Linked DNA regions of Mus musculus: region 2 is linked to region 1. The links are chromatin contacts, called in public promoter capture Hi-C maps. All regions are on one chromosome and are shown on one strand. Each heading gives the region's core, a stretch centred on a gene start, on an enhancer-like site or on the middle of the called end of the contact. The rest is flanking DNA. Distances are from core to core; before and after follow the strand shown. Region 1 holds the start of Mipep (mitochondrial intermediate peptidase). Region 2 holds the start of Ctsb (cathepsin B).

What was found. Capture Hi-C pulls out chosen DNA fragments and counts their contacts.
Region 2: a promoter capture Hi-C map of adipose tissue shows a contact between it and region 1, with 2.9 times the contacts expected there. The contact joins the promoter of Ctsb here to the promoter of Mipep in region 1. A contact is called at or near these places in 2 of 9 other capture datasets (adipose tissue and liver).

The regions. Positions count from the first base shown.
Region 1 is chr14:60,782,005-60,787,354 of GRCm38.p6, forward strand. Mipep (mitochondrial intermediate peptidase) reads left to right here and starts at 2,562. Exons shown (of 19, transcript NM_027436.3): 1 at 2,562-2,866; 2 at 5,291-5,350. The coding sequence starts at 2,684. Mipepos (a long non-coding RNA gene) reads right to left here and starts at 2,545. Exons shown (of 3, transcript XR_001781278.2): 1 at 2,469-2,545; 2 at 2,010-2,357.
Region 2 is chr14:63,120,346-63,125,695 of GRCm38.p6, forward strand. Ctsb (cathepsin B) reads left to right here and starts at 2,117. Exons shown (of 10, transcript NM_007798.3): 1 at 2,117-2,220.

The DNA.
Region 1 (5,350 bases), core at 1,312-3,811:
AAAATCATCCTTGAAGTCATTTAAATCAGCAACAAGAGGGACCTGTTGTGTGGGACATCTGGGAAGAATCTAGCGAGATGGAAATCTTTAGTCCGGCAAGTTATTTGCTTTCAAAGTACAGTGTTAGGTTAGACATAAGATGCCCATTAAAGGGAGACAGGAGAGGCAAAAAGGGCCCAGGAGTTTCAAGCCAGTCTGAAACCCAGCAGGGAAAACCCCAGTATTTGAAATGGTCAGTCTTGCCACAACGCTGTACTTCCTTATGCGATCTCACTGCGGGACTCTTAGGGAGTGTTTCAGGCAGATTTTCTTCCGGCCCACCTGGGTACCTGGCAGTGATGGTGAATTGTCCACACGTATCCGAAACTCAGATGCTCACTGGAATGAACATGCTTTTACAGGTGGTTTCCAAACCCTGGCTGTGATGGCTAGCTAATCTTCACTGTCAACATGGCCAATATTAGAAGCGCCTTTGAGACACCCCTCTGGTCATTACTGTGAGAGCTTTTCCAGAAAGGTTCAGTTAAAGAGAGATGGACCTGTCCTGAAAGAGAGTGGTACTGTTCCAGGGGCTGGGGTCCAGACTGGAGAGAAAGGAACACAGGAAGTGCTAAACTAAGTACCAGCACTGAACTCTCTCTGCTTCCATCCACCCCACTGTGAGGGGAACTCATGCTATCACCACTCTAAGCTACTCCTGTGTCCTCTCTCCCTCCCTCCCCCGCCTCTCTCCCTCCCTCCCCCGCCTCTCTCCCTCCCTCCCCCGCCTCTCTCCCTCCCTCCCCCGCCTCTCTCCCTCCCTCCCCCGCCTCTCTCCCTCCCTCCCCCACCTTTTTCCCTCCCTCCCCCGCCTTTTTCCCTCCCCCGCCTTTTTTTTTTTTTCCCTCCCTCCCCCCCCCCCCCCCCCCCCGCCTCTCTCTCTGTGTCCTCTCAACCCCACCTCCCAAAGGCTGGGATACCACAGTCCCTTTTCTGTCTACTGCCCCCCCCCTTCTACCCAGAACAATCTCTCAAGGAAAAATCGAATTTCTCATAATGAAACCCTTCCTTCTAGGCATGGTGGCTCCTGCCTGGAATCCCAGCACCCAGGAGGATGCTGAGGCAAGACTGCCAGTTTGAGCTCAGACTGGGATACATGGTGAGTTACAGCCTGGAACACGGAGTGAGAGCCTGTCTGCAAACCAGTCAAACACACACAAAACCTTCAAAATGTTCATTTCTCCCCTACCAAGGTCTATAAAGCAGATATGACTGCCACCCCTCACGTCACCTTCTGCAGGAGAGATGACTGCACCTTCAAAAGAAAGCTCTGCTTCCGGCAGGACCCTACACCCTGAACCACGGTGGTGTGGCTGTCCTTCCTCTGGAGAAGGCTAGGGGTGTAGAAAGACTTCCCCAAGCTTTCCCAAGTCTGCACTGTCATTTCTACTTTCCCGGGCACTCGACCACAATTTCCCAATGCCCTCCCTCCCAGCCTCTGCCTTCCTTTCATTTTCGCAGTAGGACATTTCACATTAGTCCTGTCTGTACTGATTTAGATTTTAGACTATCGTGATGAGACACTGGGAGTTAGATCGACTCCCTGGTGGGCAGGCAGAGAGAAAGGGGGGGGGGGACCATGGCTAGGTGATGATGGTGGTGAATCTCCAAGATGCCCAGCTTCTTCCTCAACCTACCGTTTTCCTCTCCCACCACCAGACCCCATTGCTGATGGACCTGCTCAATGAAGTCAAGACTGGGTCAGGACATGTCACACAACAGTTCTGGGCCAACCAACCACCCTAGATTTCTTCAAACTCTCCAGCCCTAAATTAGGAGCAGAAGGCTCTGCAGAGGCTTAAAATAATAATAATAATAATAATAATAATAATAATAATAATAAACCCAGCCCCTGAGAGGAGTCTCTCTCTCTCTCTCTCCCTCTTTTTCTCTCTCTCCAGCTTTCTGAGTCCCCTTTGCAGAGAGTCTTTTTCTGTGTGCCTGTTGCAGGAAACACACACCTCACTCACCTTCCTTCTACTCCTAATTCTGTCCACGATGCTTAAGATTTCTCTGCTGCTCCATGCTGGTCTTCAGATTTTTCCTGCCTTTTAATTCTTCGGCTGGCAGAAACAACAAACCTGACCAAGACTCCTAGACTATATCATTCCAAAACCCTTAGACCGTATCAATAGTTTCCAAAGTCAAAATAGATGATAATTCTCCAATAGTTAATTCACATGGCTATACACAACCATAGCTGGTGGGCATGCAGACATGGAAGTGACTTCAACAACTTTTGGAGAAGACAGGTGCCTTGGATTTCGACTGCTTGTGGTTTCTTCTGGATCCTTTCACGCGCCGCCATTGAGTCTCCTCTGAGAATCAAGAAAGCATCAAGAAAGCATCTTGAGTTCTCACATTCATTCCTGGCACCTGTAAAAAGTTCCAATGCCTGACCCGACTTCCTTCTCCCTGTGCCCTAGTACCACTGTCAAACTCAAATCCAGGACGTTTCTTCCTCCAGACACACGAGGGCGCTACGAAACTGGAGCTGCTCAGAAGGCGTGGAGGGCGACGCTCTTCCTAACGATTGTTAGCGTGCTCAAGTCCGGGTCTGCCCTGCGAGTTCCGCGGCGTGGGCTGCTGCCTTGGAAACGCGGGGCGCGCGCTTCCCGAGCCTGGCAGAGCCGGGGTCCGGAGGATGCTGCTGGCGGCCGGGGCACGGTACGCCCGCCGGCTGTGCGGCCGGGGAGCCGCGGCGGCTCTGCAGGGACGCACAGGCCGGAGCTGCGCCCGGGACGTCAGTACTAGCTGGTCCCCGGTGGGCGCCGCCTTCAACGTCAAGCCCCAGAGCCACCTATGGAACCTGTTGGGGGAGCGCCGGGTGAGCGTGCCGTGGGTCTGGGCAGCGCGGGCTCCGCGTCTGGCTGAAAAGGGACTGTGCCGGGATAAGCGCACCCCGGAGCGGCTGACCCAGCGGCAACTCAGCCTTTCCTCTACTCAAGCTCCATTCTTTTCCTTCTGGCTTCAGAGTTCACATTTGCCCTTGGCTTTGTAACGACACTCTTGCTTTGAAAACTCCATCACACCTTAATTGTCCACTTCAGGCTGCTCTGAAACAACCTGTTAAACTAGGCATAGTGGCTCTTGTAAGACAGTCTTGATAGGTAGAGGCAAGAGGGTACAAAAGACAGTCCTTTGGGCTCCGAACTGACTTTGAGACTAGCCTGAGTTGCTTAAGAACCGGCGGTAAAACAGAAAGCACCTACAGAACCCTACTGAGAAAAATCAGATTTCCTGTCGTGCTTTGTAGTTTATTGCATAGCCTACGAAGTCATCAGAATTGCTTGGCTATTTCTACTCTGCCCTTGGTGGTGTTGGACACTTGATAATGAATGAGGAAAAGGCAGGAAGACTGAGGAAAGATTTTTGTCCTAAAACAATGATTTTTCAACCCTTCTAATGCTGTGACTCTTTAATACAGTTCCTCCCGATGCGGTGACCTCAAACCATAAGATTATTTTGTTGCTATTTCACAACTAATTGTGCTACTGTTATGAATTATAAACATCTGATATATGAACCCCCAGGTGGGTTCTAAAAGTGTTTTTTTATTTTTTTATCTTTTCACTGTTGGGCAGCTTTCTAAAGACAAGTCTGGGATATAGCTTCATTGTACTTCATGGCATATCTCTGTGTTTAACTTTGTCTATTTGAAAGTTCTTTCTTATTATATAAATTTTCCTCCAAAACCCATAAAGGTCGATGATGCTGGTATTAGTGGAGTTGGTGTTGGAAGTGCCTTTTAGCAGAAAGATAAGCTTGGTTTTGGGTGGATGAAATAGAACTGATTTCACCTGTATTTTAAACCATTGTTTAGTGTGTGTGTGTGTGTGTGTGTGTGTGTGTGTGAATGCATGCAGGTCTGGAAGGCGCAGGCCAGAGGACAGCCTTTCCGGATCTGTAACCTTCAACCTTTTGGAGGTGGAGTCTCTCTTGGTTTTGCTATTGGACTGAATACTCAGGTTATCGTTCCTGCTCCTATTTGGTTCTTGAGCTTCTGGGCTGTTTTCTTGTTTCTATCTTGATGTAGGAGGACTGCTGGGATTATAGTTGCATGCCACAAACATTTGACTTTCAAGCTTTTTTTATTTTTTTATTTTATGTGTTTTGCCCAAATATATGTAAATTCACCACATGCGCAGTGTCCGTGCAGGCGAAAAGAGGGTGTTCTATCCCCTGCAACTGAAGTTGTAAACAGGTGGTAAACTACCATATAAGATGCTGGGAATAGAACCCCGGTCCTCTGCAAGAGCAGTAACCACTGGGCCATCTCTCCAGCCCTTCTTCCCAAGTTGTTTTTAATTATGTTTTTGTTTGTTTGTGTGTATAGGTGCCTGTATGTCCATATGCCTGGCTTTTAGGACTTGGGATGCATAGATGAGAAGATCTGAAGTTCCAGACTCAGTCACAGGAAACAAAAAGAATTTTAAAGCGTATTTCCATATCCGTAAAAGGGGAATGTACTCCCGGTTCTAGAACTGTGTGATTTAGCTGAGAGAATCTGTGTAAAGTACATGGCACACTTTGGCCTGCGTTATATTAAGCATCAGCTTTCTCAGGGCGCCAGGATTGGTGCTCCAGCTGCTGTTCAAAGATGGTCATTCGCATTAGATTAGTGATTTTATTTTTCTTTATTAAAATACTGGAGTTCCTTAGTTTCAGCCAGTGACTGGGTTTGGTATGTTACGTCTCCTTGTGGGTTATTGGTATTGTGGGTTGGTATTATGTGTGGAGACCTCGCTGTATGTGAGGCACTCATACATACTGTCTGCTTTAGTATGTTTCTGTGCTGACAGGTATACTGCCAGCCTCAGATACTTGATGAGAAAACTGAAGCCCGGGAGGAATGATCAAGTGACCAAGGTTGTGAACTAATTATAGCTGTCATTAACATCTGTTAAGTGCTGTCTGTGTGCCGGGCACTGTTAGAAATTTTGTTGAACTTTTGAATCTTCATTTAGTCTTCCCAGCCTTTTTCTCACGGAGACATGGTGATGACAGCTGAACCCACACCATTCATTTACTTTTGAAAAGTAGGGAAAGCTTGAAGGAGACATATAGTTTCAAAACATTTTAGGGTTATTTTGTGTAGCATGACAGAGAAATAGTGACACTGTTCCCATGAGCATAGATGTGGGTGGTCGCCAAAATCAGGGCTTTGCACAAAAGTAGTTCTAGGGAGTGAAACAGACAGACAAAACTGTGCTTCTGGCTATCGGTTAGACATGCTGTTTTGTACTTTTAGGGTCTTTTTGGAGTTCCTGAGCTCAGCACCCCTGAAGGATTCCAAGTTGCCCAAGAGGAA
Region 2 (5,350 bases), core at 867-3,366, 2.3 Mb after region 1:
TATTATTATTAGAGAGAGAGAGAGAGATGGAGAGGGAGAGAGAGTTGAGGGGTGCGTGAGCTATGGCATGAGTATTAGAGGACAACTTTTTTGGAATGTGTTCTCTCCTTCTACTGTGGTTTCCAGGGATCAAAGTGGTATAGGTCATTGGGCTGTGTAGGAAGCACTTTTGCCAGCTGAGCCATCAAACTGATGCTGCGGTCTTGAACTTTGACCTTTCTGCTTCCATCTCATAGTGAGAACCACGATGCCAGGTTTATGGAGGGCTAGGGATGGAACCCAGAACTCTAAGCATACAAGTCAGGATAACTCTACCAGTTGAACTATATTCACAGCCCTGTATGTTGGTCATTTGAGACAGGGTCTCCTGTAGCCCAGGTTGGATTTGAATGTGCTGTGTAGCTCAGATTGACCCTATAGCCCCCAAATTTCCCAAGTGTTAGGACTACGGGTTTATCTCACATGTGACTGCTTATCATTGTTTCGCTTCAGAAGCCTCTCCTTTATTAACACACTGTGATAATGCATGTGTAGCCCTCAGCTCATCTGAGGCGCTATAAAGGAAGGATTTACTACGGTCTATGTGTCCAGGGGGAAGATGATCTATGAAACACTGATGTGCAGGCTGGACTCTGCAGCTGTCTGGACAGGCTGGGGTGAGCAGGCAGTGATATGGGAATATTCTAACATTTTAAAATGAAGCCTTTTTCAGCACCACTGAAGTCAGCCCAAGCCAGGTACTTCTGGGTTCTTGTCTCTCAGTTTTGAGGAAGGAAATTCATGGACCACAGAAGGTGAGTTTTAGGAAGGTGGGAAGGACTGTAGGGAGCTGAAGGGAGAGAAAGAAGGCAAAGGTCTTGAGCAGCCCGTGGGGTCCCTGGAGGGAGTCGGATCCCATCCTGGAGCCCCCCAAAGCCTGGGGGTTAATAGGACTGTAGCCTTTAGTGGGATGGAGGCAGGAAGAAGGTTGAGCTAGCTGGTCAGTCCAGTTTTCATTCCAGGTGTTGAAGTCATTTCAGTTTGGGTCACAGCCTCAGTATGGCTTCCAGGAAAGGTCACTCCTTTGTGGAAAAGACTTGAAGACCCCCTTCCTGGCAGCCAGAGACACTTTTGGCTTAGACACTTAAACATCTCTAGCTCCTGCCAAGGGCCAGGCTCTGGGCATGTCAGAGGACATTTTGGGCTTTTAGCCAAGAAAGGCTGCTCATTTTTGTTTGGACTTTTTACCCTAAAATAAGCAGCCAGTTTCTACCTGTTGTCAGCAGCTGGGACAGCTGGCCTTGGACAGATGGCCATGGACCTGCCTTTCCGCAAGTTTTCTGAGTTCTTCCTGTATTCCACTTAACTGGGGTTCAGTAACTACACTTCCACTCCTGTCCTTAACTGGGAGCCTACCAATAGAACCTTGGAATCCACTAGATCCAAACCTTTCTTATCGTCACAAGCCTGGCTACAAGATACCATGCTGACATGAGGCCATTCCTATATTACAGGATAGACCTAAGGATTGGAGAGATCTGAGGGTGCTCGACCCTGGGGTGGGGGTGGGGGTATGCTATGACCTGTCAGATCAACTAGGTCAGCCAGCTTCTCACTGGCTAGCTTACCACACAAGATGGGGGGAGGTTCATATGGCCTGGCAGGAGTTCTGAATTTCATAACATGCCTTGGACAAAATTCATGGGGTTTTGGTTTCTCTCTTTCTTTTTAAACTAGGGATCGAACCCAGGGCCTTGGGCTTGGTAAGTAAGAGCTCTACTTCTGGGCTACAATCCCAGCCCAGTTCTAGTTTTTGGTTGCTTCCCTTGGTTTGAGTATTTCTACGCCATTATAGTCTGAGCTTCAGAATATAAGGCCAGGAGGCTCCTCCAGACATTTCCAGGTCCCCGAGCCAGCGGGGCCTTCCCGAGGAATGCATGTCACGAAGATGTTGTATCTTCCCAGTGCAGGGTACCTGCAGAGGTCCCTGGAGAGCATCTCTGTGCGAAATGGAAAGAGAGCAGACAAACCACCAGTTTCTTTTGGGTTTAACACAGCTTGCAGAGTCCCGGGATGAAGGGGGAGGGGCCGGCAGGGGCGGGGGCGCGGTCAAGCATCACGTGACGAATCAGCCCCCAGCGGAGGGCGGAGCTGCGCGGGTACTTAGGAGTGCACGGGAGAGGCCAGGAGCGGCTCCGTTTGGCTTGGTGGCTGCAGGCCCAGGCTGTCGCGCTGCGCTCGGTGAGTTTGCCCGGGGCACAGTGGCTCCATGGCGGAAGTCACTTTGGCTGGGGTCGGGGGAGCGGGCTGAGCAGCGGTGGTGGAGACAGGCCCTTCACTTGCCCAGGGCGCAGGCGCGGTTCCTCCGCGGCCCTAGATGCTGCTCGCCCTGGCGGATCGCGGTCTTAGGCTCCCGCAGGCTAGACCGGCAGAGCTCCAGCTTTCACGCTTTAGGGCCGAGCCTGGTGACCCCGCGGTGATCGGCTTCTTTCCAGTGGCCTTGGCGCACTTCAAGGGCGGAGGTGGGGACTTCGGGGAGCTCCGAGGGAGGAGCTTAAAGGGAAGGGTTCAGCTCTGGCCCTTCCAGCTCGCAGATTGCAAGTCTCAGGGGTGCTCAGGGCGAGTATCGACCTGCATCTAGTGCAGGTTTGTGGCTTATTCTAAAGAATCTGCCCCGGGAACTTTTCCACACACAAACCCACGCAGTGCCTGGCACCCTAAAAGACCTGTTCTATTGAGAATGGGAACCTGGTAGTGGGTGGCTGGGGTGGAACCTGCACGAAGAGTTAAACCGAGAAACAGGAAGAGAAGCAGAGCTAAAGGATAGGGGCTCTCCCAGAACCTTTCTCTGGAGGGGAATGGCCAATGTGATGGAGGAAAGGTACTTGCAGGACAGCCTCCTTCAGTCAGGGCCCTGCTAGCCGGGAGAGATAGCATCCTCTCCCAGAGTGCTGGGCGTGCGGACCAAGAGATAGGTAAATTGGACTTGGTCCCCTAGGGCCCAAGAGTAAAGGACTAAAACCCATCCGCACCTTACCTCCACCTAACCAGATCCCCTCACGTGTTTGGGAAGGGAGATAAATTGTGGGATTGAAAGGGAAGTTTAACTCCTTTTAGTGTCTCGGGAAGACTGATCTCCAGGTGCTTCCTGTGAGGGACTGCTGTGGAGGTATGGTCTGCAGTCCCCGGATTCAGAGTAGCATTTGCAAAATGTTGGTGAAGGTGTCATCTTTGTTCGAAGCCGTTCAGGGGACAGTTGTTTCCCATAGGCTCTGGCCATGGTGACCTAAAACTCCAGAGTCCCCAGAGCCATACCAGAGCAAGGCAATCACGGCACTTGGAAGGCTGAGGCAGGAGAATCGCTGTGCATTGGAAACCAGCCTGGGCTATGTAATGGATTCCACAACAGTGGGACTACAGAGGGAAACGGTTTCATTTCTTAATCCCTCCTTCCTTCCTTAAAAAAAAAAAAAACTCATGCTTAAAAGAAGGTGGAGGAAAATGACCTCTGCTCCTTTAAAGCCACGTGACCCAGGCCTACGGGACTGCTAGTGGGGTGGGGCGAGCCGGGCCCACGCCTGTGCTTCACCAGCCCAGGTGCCAGCAGAGATTTCCAGCATTCCCCTTGACGTTGGCCTAAATGTTTTCAGACTAGTCAGGCAGTGGAGGGTTGGCGCTCTTGGCTCCAGGTTGAAACTGTTCCCTGGAGGTGCTGGCTCAGCATTCTAGGCTACGGCCCTTTTATGGTATGGGTAGAAACCTTTAGATATAGGAGTCTCCGGTTGGCCACTGACTTTTGATGTACTGATGTAAGGAAAATATTAGCTATGTGTGAGGTGGAACTCTATGCAGTAGAACTTTTGAAAATCAAAAGGGAAACCAGGAACTTGAGTATGATTGGTGTGAAGGGTTGTGGTGGGGCCTCTAGGTAAGGTGAGGTGTACAAAGGTCTCTATTGCCTTTGCTTAGTTAACATATCCCTGCTCTGGTACTCTGCAGGAGCTGCCTACGGAAGGGTGGGAGAAGGATCAATCTGGAGTCCTTTTGTTGCTTATTTTCCACCCAGCACTGAACATGGTGGAAGTTCTAGGGGTGGAGTTCTGCCTCCCTCGCACTGATATCCAACCCAGAGCCTCGTGCATCCTAATCATGCAGTCTGCCACTCTATCATACCCAGCCAGCTTTAACCAGTCTCCTCCCTCCGCTAGCCCTCTCAGTTTTTTGAGGCAGGTTTTACCCTACTGTAGGACAGTTTTGCCTCAACCTCCTGAATGCTAGGGTTACAAACAATAGCTAATGCTCCTGGGTTAGGCCATATTTTTATTTTATTTTATTTATTTATTTATTTATTTATTTGTTTATTTATTTATTTTGAGAACAGGGGTGTGTAGTAGTTGTGGCTAGCCTGGAACTAACTGGCTATGTAGACCAGGATGGCCGGGGCATGATGGGGTACACAAACTCAGAGATAAATCTGCCTCTGCCTCCCCCGTGCTGGGATTAACTGGGATTAAAACCGTGGGCCACCACCTAGCAATCCTTTCATTTTTACCTTCAAGCCTGAACCCCCCTTCCTGCAGACCTGAGGCCTTCCAGGCTCAGGTTTGGGGTAGAAGTGGGTGGCTCCTCTTTGGTGGGTCTTGCTTGGTTGGGGTCGGTTTGGCTCCAGGACTTGCTTTGTCTGTCACAGGGACTTTGACAGCTGTTGCTTTCCTTATTCTTTCCTACTTCTGCACTTGAGATACCATGTCTAAGTATTGGTTTATGTAACTTATAGTGTGTTCACTTATTGTTCACTCAGTTGATAAGATTTGTTGGTGTTGACTGATACCTGTAGATTTAACAGTTATTTTAATTTGTTGGGGACAGGTGGCAGTGTGACAGGGGCTTCATGTATCCCAGCTAACTCACCACATAGGAGAGGATGGCTTTGAACTCCTGATCTTCCTGCCCACTTCCCAAGTGCTGAGATTACAGGTGTGCACCCTGTCAGGCCAGCGAGCTTAGTTTATTAGTCTTCTTTTTCTTCATTTATTTGAGACAGGGCTATGTAAACCAGGCTGGCCTTGAGCTCACAGAGATTCACCCGCCTTTGCCGCCTGAGTGCTGGGATTGAAGGTGTGTGCCACCACCACCCTTTTTTTTTTTTTTTTTTTTTTTTAATGTTAGGGTTTAGTTTAGCAGGGTAGTGAACAAGTTAATCCCAGCACTCTGAGTTCAAGGCCAGCTTGGTCTGTCTAATGAATCCTAGGTTAGCCAGGGCTACATCGTGATCCTGTCTCAAAAACAAAACAAAACAAGAACCAAAAAACAAGTTTGGGTTTAGGTTTGGGATTTGGTTATTGAGACAGGATCTCATATAGCCCAGGTT